2 separate regions of the Canis lupus genome follow, and region 2 is linked to region 1. The links are chromatin contacts, called in public Hi-C maps. All regions are on one chromosome and are shown on one strand. The core of a region is the stretch at or near the end of the contact, and the rest is flanking DNA. Distances in the headings are between cores, read along the strand shown.

Region 1 (3,646 bases), core at 42-2,541:
CTCTGTGCCCATCCTTCTTGGCACCCAATCGGCCGCCCCCTCTCCCTACACCCCGGAGGCGTGGAGATGCAAGACTCCAGAGTTACCAGAGGCAAAACAAACTGCAATCAATTCGCCCTAGAGTTTCCTCCGCGGGGCATTTCCTAAAGTAATCAGTCTGGGCTGACTCTCCAGCCGAGAATGACGGTGGGGAGCAGGGTGGGGAGAAGGGGGGGGGGGTGGCGTGCAGAGCTTTCGGGACGGGCTCCTCGTGTCCCCCCCGCAGCCGTGAGCCTGGGAGCCGGGAGCACCTCCGGGGCCCCTGTGCCGCGTTTGTCCCCGTCAGACCCCTCAGATGCACATTCTTTCGGCTGAGCCGTTACTAAAATCTGTGACCGCGACCCGGCCATGCACCTTCGCTGCACCGGCGCACCCCGGCTTCCTGAAAACCAGCGCCCCCTCCCCGGTAAGCAAACCACTCCGGCTCGCGCCGGGGCTCGGCCTCGCCTACGGAACCCACGCGAGGGTCTCTAAGGAGGCGTGCACCGCAGCAGGGATGCCGCCCTGCCCGGGCTCCCGGCCGACCGCGAGCACCCGGAGCGCGCGGGGGGGGGGGGGGGGGGCGGGGGCCGGTGGCCCAGCAAGGTCTTTAAGCGTCGCGGGTCCGCCTCCCTCCCGGCCTCCCGAGCCCTCTTTGTTTTCCGAATGCTCCAGCGCTGACGTCACCGGGCTGGCCGGCCGGCCGCATTCTTTCTAAGTGAGAGCCGTTCCGAGGCTCCAGAGAGGATTTTCCAAGGAAGACAAAGAGGAATTCTTGGACGGGTTGGGGGCAAGGACACCTGTGATCTGCCCCCAACCGGATCGGCCCCAGGGCCCGCACCTTGAACCCGCAGCGGCGCCCCTCTGCCCAGCCCACGACCCGAAGCATAAGCCCCCGCTCCCCGCAAAGGCTGCCCCCTCCCCCCGCCCCAGGGGGCCCGCGGGCCGCCCAGAGCTCGGGACGGCCCCGGGCCGCCTCTGCGCTTCCTCGCAAGGGCGCCCCGCACCCGGGGTCGCTCGCCGCGCCGCGCCGGGCTCCGGCTCCCGCTCCCGCTCCCGCTCCCGGGAAGGGCGGGCTGCGCGGGGGCTCCGGCTGCACCGTGGCTCCCGGGCCGCGCTCCCCGAGGCGCCGGGCGGCCGTCCTTACCGCTGCGGCCCGCGGGTGCTCGGCGTGGTCGGCCCGGCGCGGCTCGCCCGGCTCGGTGGCGGCGGCGGTGGCGGTGTGCACTCGGCGGCGGCGCCGACGCTCTGGCCGCCCGGGCCCCGGCGCGCAGCTCCAGGCTCGGCCCGCGCCGGAGGCGGCTGCTATGCCAGGAATGTGAGAGTTTCAGGTTCCCCCTCGGGATCAAAGCGAACCACAAATAACCTCGCAGCGCGCCGCCCTCCTCCGCCCTCCGCCGCCCTCCGCCTCCTCCCCGCCCTCCTCCCGGCCCCCGCCTTCCTCCCGGGAGGCGGTGCCGCGCGCCCCGGAGCTCGGTCCCGGAGCTCGGTCCCCGGGACGCGCGGCGCCTCCCTCCGCGGCCTCCCCACGCCACCGCCGTGGGCCCCCGGGGCTGCTGGGGACGGATTCATGCCCTCGGCCATTGCCACCCCCCCCCCCGACCCGTCCCCACCTCCACCTTGCACCCACTCCTTCAGCCCATCCGCGAAACGACACCCGGAGATGGGCAGTCGCGGGTCCCCAAGGGGTTCTGGGCTTTGCTGCAGGGAGAGGGGCCCCGTGTGTGTGTGTGTGTGTGTGTGTGTGTGTGTGTGTGTGCAAGGGGAGGAGGACTGTCAAGATGTCCACACCCGCCCGGCTTGCTTGGACTCTACCTCGGTCCGGCTCGAGTCTCCGAACCCCCACTGCTCTCACCGCCAGCGGCCACCCTTGAATTGCCCTGTTATTGTTTACAAACACCTTTGCCAGCTCTTTTAGGGCCTGTCTCCACAGGAAGTGTGAATCTGGGTTGAGAATCTTCCGGTTAATTGGAGCCACCGAACTACTTGAATCACCCGCGGGCAGGCGCTCTGTCCAACATTTCTGGAAAAAGGTAGTAATGGGCATCCCCGAATTTACGCAGGGTGCACGGTGTGCCACCACCCGCTCCTCGCCTCGTCATCCCAGGCAGTCCTCCCAAGTCATCCTCCCAGGGAATTCTGTTATCATCCCTGAGTTTAAATGAGGAAACCAAGGCCCAGGGAGGTTAATTAGCTTGCCCCAGGGTCACGCGGAGCAGAAGTGATGAAGCCAAGTAACCGATGGCTGCTCAGTTTTTTCTTTTCTCTTTTTAAATTTCAATTCAATTCAATTTACCAACATATAGTATAGCACTCAGTGCTCATCCCATGCCCTCCTTAGTGCCCATCATCCAGTTACCCGAGCCTCCTCACCCACCTCCCTCTCTGCAACCCTTTGGTTCCCAGAGTTAGGAGTCCCTCATGGTCTCCCTCTCTAACTTTTCCCCACTCAGTTTCCCGCCTCCCTTCCCTTATGGTCCCTTTCACCATTTCTTATATTCCACACATGAGTGAAACCACATGATGATTGTCCTCGGGTTGACTTATTTCACTCAGCAAAACACCCTCCAGTTCCATCCAGTTTTACTTACTTACTTTTTTTTTTTAAGATTTTATTTATTTATTCATGAGAGACACACAGAGAGAGAGAGAGAGAGAGAGAGGCAGAGACACAGGCAGAGGGAGAAGCAGGCTCCATGCAGGGAGCCCGATGTGGGACTCCATCCCAGGTCTCCAGGATCATGCCCTGGGCCGAAGGTGACGCTAACCACTGAACCACCTGGACTGTCCCTCATCCAGTTTTTCATTCTCAAAATCGTCCCGGTGCCACCAGAATCCAGGCTCCCCAGAGGGACTGGACAGACCCTGGGAACCCTCCTCTCTCCATCTGCTCTCTCTGTTCCAGTCTCTTTGTCATTTCCCCGTAGGCACCTGCCAGTCAGGGGCCTTCCCCTAGTATCTACCTCTGTTGCTCCTGCTGTTCTTCATCTGAATGCAGTTCTTTCCTCTGCTCTTAGGACTCTTACTCCCTCACTTTTCCACTAGGCTGGCCCATCTGTGCTGGCACACATCTTTTCAGACACACTCTCCCCACCTGCCCTTAACCAACCCTGTCCCCACCTGCCTTTCTCCACAGAACCCGCACAGTTCAGTGTGTCATTCCTGAGCCCTGACCACACAGGGCCTCCCGACATCTGCATGAGAGGGACTCAGTCTCCTGTCCACTGGGAGGGTAAAGGCTGAGTCCTCCCACCCAGTAGGATCCTCTCTTCTTCCCTTCACCTGGATTTCCTGCTGGAGAGATCAGGGCCAAGAAAACTTTGTAAGTTCAAAGAGCTATTTACTAGCCAGGGACGTTGTTAATTTTTAATAAAGCCCTCCCCAAAAATGTGTGTATGTGTGTGCGATTTACTTGTTAGCCAAATATTGCCTTACAAATAATGGTTGGCTCGGAAGCAAATGAGGAAATAAAGTCATCTGTGCCAAGCTAAGGGATATTTGACCAGCCCAGGACCATCTCACAAAGAGAAGCTAAGGCCAATAAGCCACTGTCCCAACTAGATATACTCGGTAGAAATTTTAGAAATGAAAGGGAAGAGAGAAGAAGAGGTCCTTTTACCCTGTGGAC
Region 2 (3,608 bases), core at 306-2,805, 71 kb after region 1:
GATCACGCCGTGAGCCAAAGGCAGACAGACACTCAACCACTGAGCCACCCCGCTGTCCCATCATTGACCACTTTCTTCCTAGATTATCGCCCTTGGCATATGTGTTTTATCTGGTCTAACATGTCATCTCAGGTAGGACCCCCCATGTGATCCAGCCTGGCATCTCCCACAGTGCTTTGCAAAGTGTTGGTGCTCCTGCTGAATGTCAGTAGAATGAAAGCTACTGAATGCTGACACAAGTTTTAACCCACATTCCAATTTGTATTTGAAACCTGTGAGAATATTTTTTGAAACAATGCTACTCTGATTTCACGATAGCTACCTTATTTTTTTTAAATTACCCATAACCCTGCCACTTTTTTGGGAGATAAAGCAAGATATGACAGTTTCCTTTTTGGTCAGTCTGACCTTTGTCCTCAGACACCTCAGTCTGGCCTTTGTCCTCAGATTATTGGTGACCACCAATAATCTGTTGCCTTTCCTTCCAGACTTTTAAAAGCATGCTTATGCAAATTCACATACAGATACGACAAGTATATTTATTTTGTTTAAATTAGCATTAAGAGGTTGTATGAAACATGGAGAACAAATTAAAAATTTACAGAGTAAATAAACGATGATATCTAACTTAAGTGTATATAGTTCTTTGTAACTCCAAAACAGTTTTGAGTGCTCTGTACTTATTTTACCTCCCAGCCCTGTAGTGTAGGCTCAGAGATGATGACAGACAGGCTCCTGGTCACACAGGTAGTGGTGGGGCTAGAATTTGAACCCAGATCTTCAGCCTCCTATTTCACTGCTGTTTCTACTATGCAAAATTTCTCTCCTGAGGACTCTTTTGGGGATGATTATTTGCACACTAAAATTATTCTTTGCTTGACTTCAGAGTACCAGTGTAGAATTCTTTTGAAATGCTTAAATGTTTTATTATATTGAAAACAAACAATAGCTAATGTTTATCAAGTGCTTACCATATGCCAGAAACTGTTCTGAGCACTTTACTCGTGTTTGCTCGTTTGGCACCCCCATGAGCCTATCACATGAGCAGTACTGTCAACCTTCTTTCCGATCCAGAAACCGAGGGTCAGAAAGGTAAATAACTGGCCTGGGAATGGGCAGCTGGTGTGTTCCACACTGGGTTCCGAATCTGTATTTTTCTGCCTTTTTCTGCCTCCACGGTCTGTACTCTCAGCTGCTATATTTTGTAGCAGCCTACATAGGGTGTACTTACATGTAATTTCAAATATTTCACTCATGTGAAATGAAGCAAGGTGCAAACTTGACCTGAGTTCTACTTTAAAGGTATTTGCAACATGAAAGAAGAAAGAGAGGTCTAACGTGGGGTAAGATATTTAGATAAATGCTAAAATCAGAGGCAAACAGCAAGAAAGAGAGGAATAGGAACCCAGGGACATAAAGCTCGCTGCTTGGTTGACAGAGAAGGAGGGAAACTAGGTGAGAGAGGCAGGCAGCAGTCTGTGGGCTCTGGGAACCAGCCCGGGGCTCATTTTTTCTAGGTAACTGCAGCCACTGCTGCCCGTCCTCCCAGGCTGAGTACTGAGACTCAGGAGCACCTGGTCTCCCAGAGGGTAGTCCTGTGTGAGCAGGAGCTGTGGGTGGAGGGGAAGGAGGAGCTCTCAGCATCTGCACAGCCCTGATTGCTGACAGCCCAGAAGCTGGCAGGAGGGCAGTGGAGAGCCAAGGGTGAGAAGGATGGGACCGGAGAGAAGGGTGTCCCTAGGCCAGCCCATGTTCCCATCTGCCTGGGCTGAGCTGGAGAAGGCCGTGTGGGGTCCTGATGACAGGGGGTAGGACATCCCCACTGGCAGGGAGGCAGGGACACTGCCTCCCTTCTGTTCCTCGAGAAGTCCCGCAGTTAGACCATGTGCCAGAGTGAGTACCAGTCTGTGCACATGGTGATGGGCGCAGGGGTACTTCTTGAGACTTAGATGACATGTGAGGAGGAAGCGTGGGCAGAGATGCCAGGAGAGTGGAGGCAAGATCATGGTGTGGGCGGAGGAAAACCCCCTTTGCCCTTGGGTGGTGGCCCCACGATAAACGGGATCTGACTCACCAGGGAAGGCGGAGAAACTGGGATGGGTTTATACATCAACCTCCCTCACTTCCTTTGGAGTCACTTGGTTGTTTTCAAATTCTCCACCCGTTGTCGGCTCCTGCCTCCCCTCATCATATCCAGTGTGTATATGTGTGTACATGTGCAACTGGCTCTAGGTAAGGATAAAATTGGCTAACAACAGGAAATTGTGCCTATTTTTGCCCTATGAAAACAGCTTTTCCGTATGGTTCAACATGATAGGGTAAATGGAAATAAGAACCAAGGTAGGGAACCCTTCATGAGCTAAGGTGTTGACCATTGTTCTTGTATCTTGTTTCAATCAGAGGCTTTATTCCGAGACAAGTGGATTGCTGTACCTAGTGCAACAGAGTCTAAGTTCATATAGTAGTTGGCTAAAAGATGGATAAAATTTAGGCACAGAGCGACGCCTGGGTGGCTCAGGGGTTGAGCGTCTGCCTTTGGCTCAGGGTGTGATCCTGAGATCCGGGATCAAGTCCCATATTGGGCTCTCTGCGTGGAGCCTACTTCTTTCTCTGCCTATGTCTCTGCCTCTCTCTCTCTCTATCTCTCGTGAATAAATAAATAAAATCTTTAAAAAAAAAATTAGGTACAGACATGCCCTGGGATTGGGTGGTAACTTTGCTTCAAGTTCTCTCAGCTGTCCACAAATCCTGGCCTAATGACTTCTAGTGTTTGTCTACCTACCCTCTTACTCCATGGGTCGGATGGGCTAGCTTTCAGGTGGTGACAATGACAGAGGACTCACTCAAGCTCAGGAAATAATTTCAGCAAAGGGTCTGTAGGAGCAGGACTGCCTTTCAGGATGCCTGGAGGTCTGCCCCAGTTTTTTTCTTGTCGCTCCTGCTGGATATGCCTGCTTTTTTGATACCCCAAACACAGAATATTCGTGGCTTGAATTTTCATTCTCAGTCAAGGGCATTTGCTGGGTCCATGTGGTCACTGTTCAACATGGAACTCCTACAGATGGCTGCCATAGTTTTAAGGACCAGCTATGTAATTTATCGTGTTCAACAATCGTTAAGAATTTCAAGACAGCCTCAGCAGACTCTTCTGAATGCAACCTGTGTGGTTACACGGGTTGCATGTGCATTATGTGGATCCTAGTTGGCCCAAGGGCAGGGGCCAAGGCCGCCACCAGGGCCTGGAAGGCCATAAGCTGTGAAGTCTACTTGAGACCATTCAGATGCCTTTCAGTACCATCTCCTTCTGCTCTTCCACTAATTTATTATTTTCTTTTTTTTAGGATTTTATTTATTTATGAGAGAGAGACACACACAGACAGAGACAGAGAGGCAGAGACACAGGCAGAAGGAGAAGCAGGCTCTATGCAGGGAGCCTGATGTGGGACCCAATCCCAGGAATCCAGGATCACGCCCTGAGCCAAAGGCAGGCGCTCGACCACTGAGCCACACAGGAATCCCTCTTCCACTACTTCCTATAGGTGCTCACGGACAGGGCGCAGCATGGCAAGGAAGTGGGGAACAAATGTAACTGTGGGTAAAACAGGGCC

What was found. Hi-C and Micro-C count contacts between places; a contact is called where the count stands out from the background.
Region 2: a Hi-C map of skin fibroblasts shows a contact between it and region 1, with 1.9 times the contacts expected there. The contact joins the enhancer-like site here to the promoter of AMOTL2 in region 1. A contact is called at or near these places in 2 of 9 Hi-C or Micro-C datasets (amygdala and skin fibroblasts).

What each region holds. Positions count from the first base shown.
Region 1 is chr23:31,682,994-31,686,639 of UU_Cfam_GSD_1.0, forward strand. It overlaps AMOTL2 (angiomotin-like protein 2), which reads right to left and starts at 1,292. Exons shown (of 10, transcript XM_038570932.1): 1 at 1,166-1,292.
Region 2 is chr23:31,753,671-31,757,278 of UU_Cfam_GSD_1.0, forward strand. No RefSeq gene overlaps it. Among named protein-coding and RNA genes, the nearest start is that of CEP63, 13 kb to the right of the region's middle. Within about 2 kb of position 1,556, at least 4 of the 20 cell types and tissues checked have an H3K27ac peak or open chromatin away from gene starts, as enhancers often do.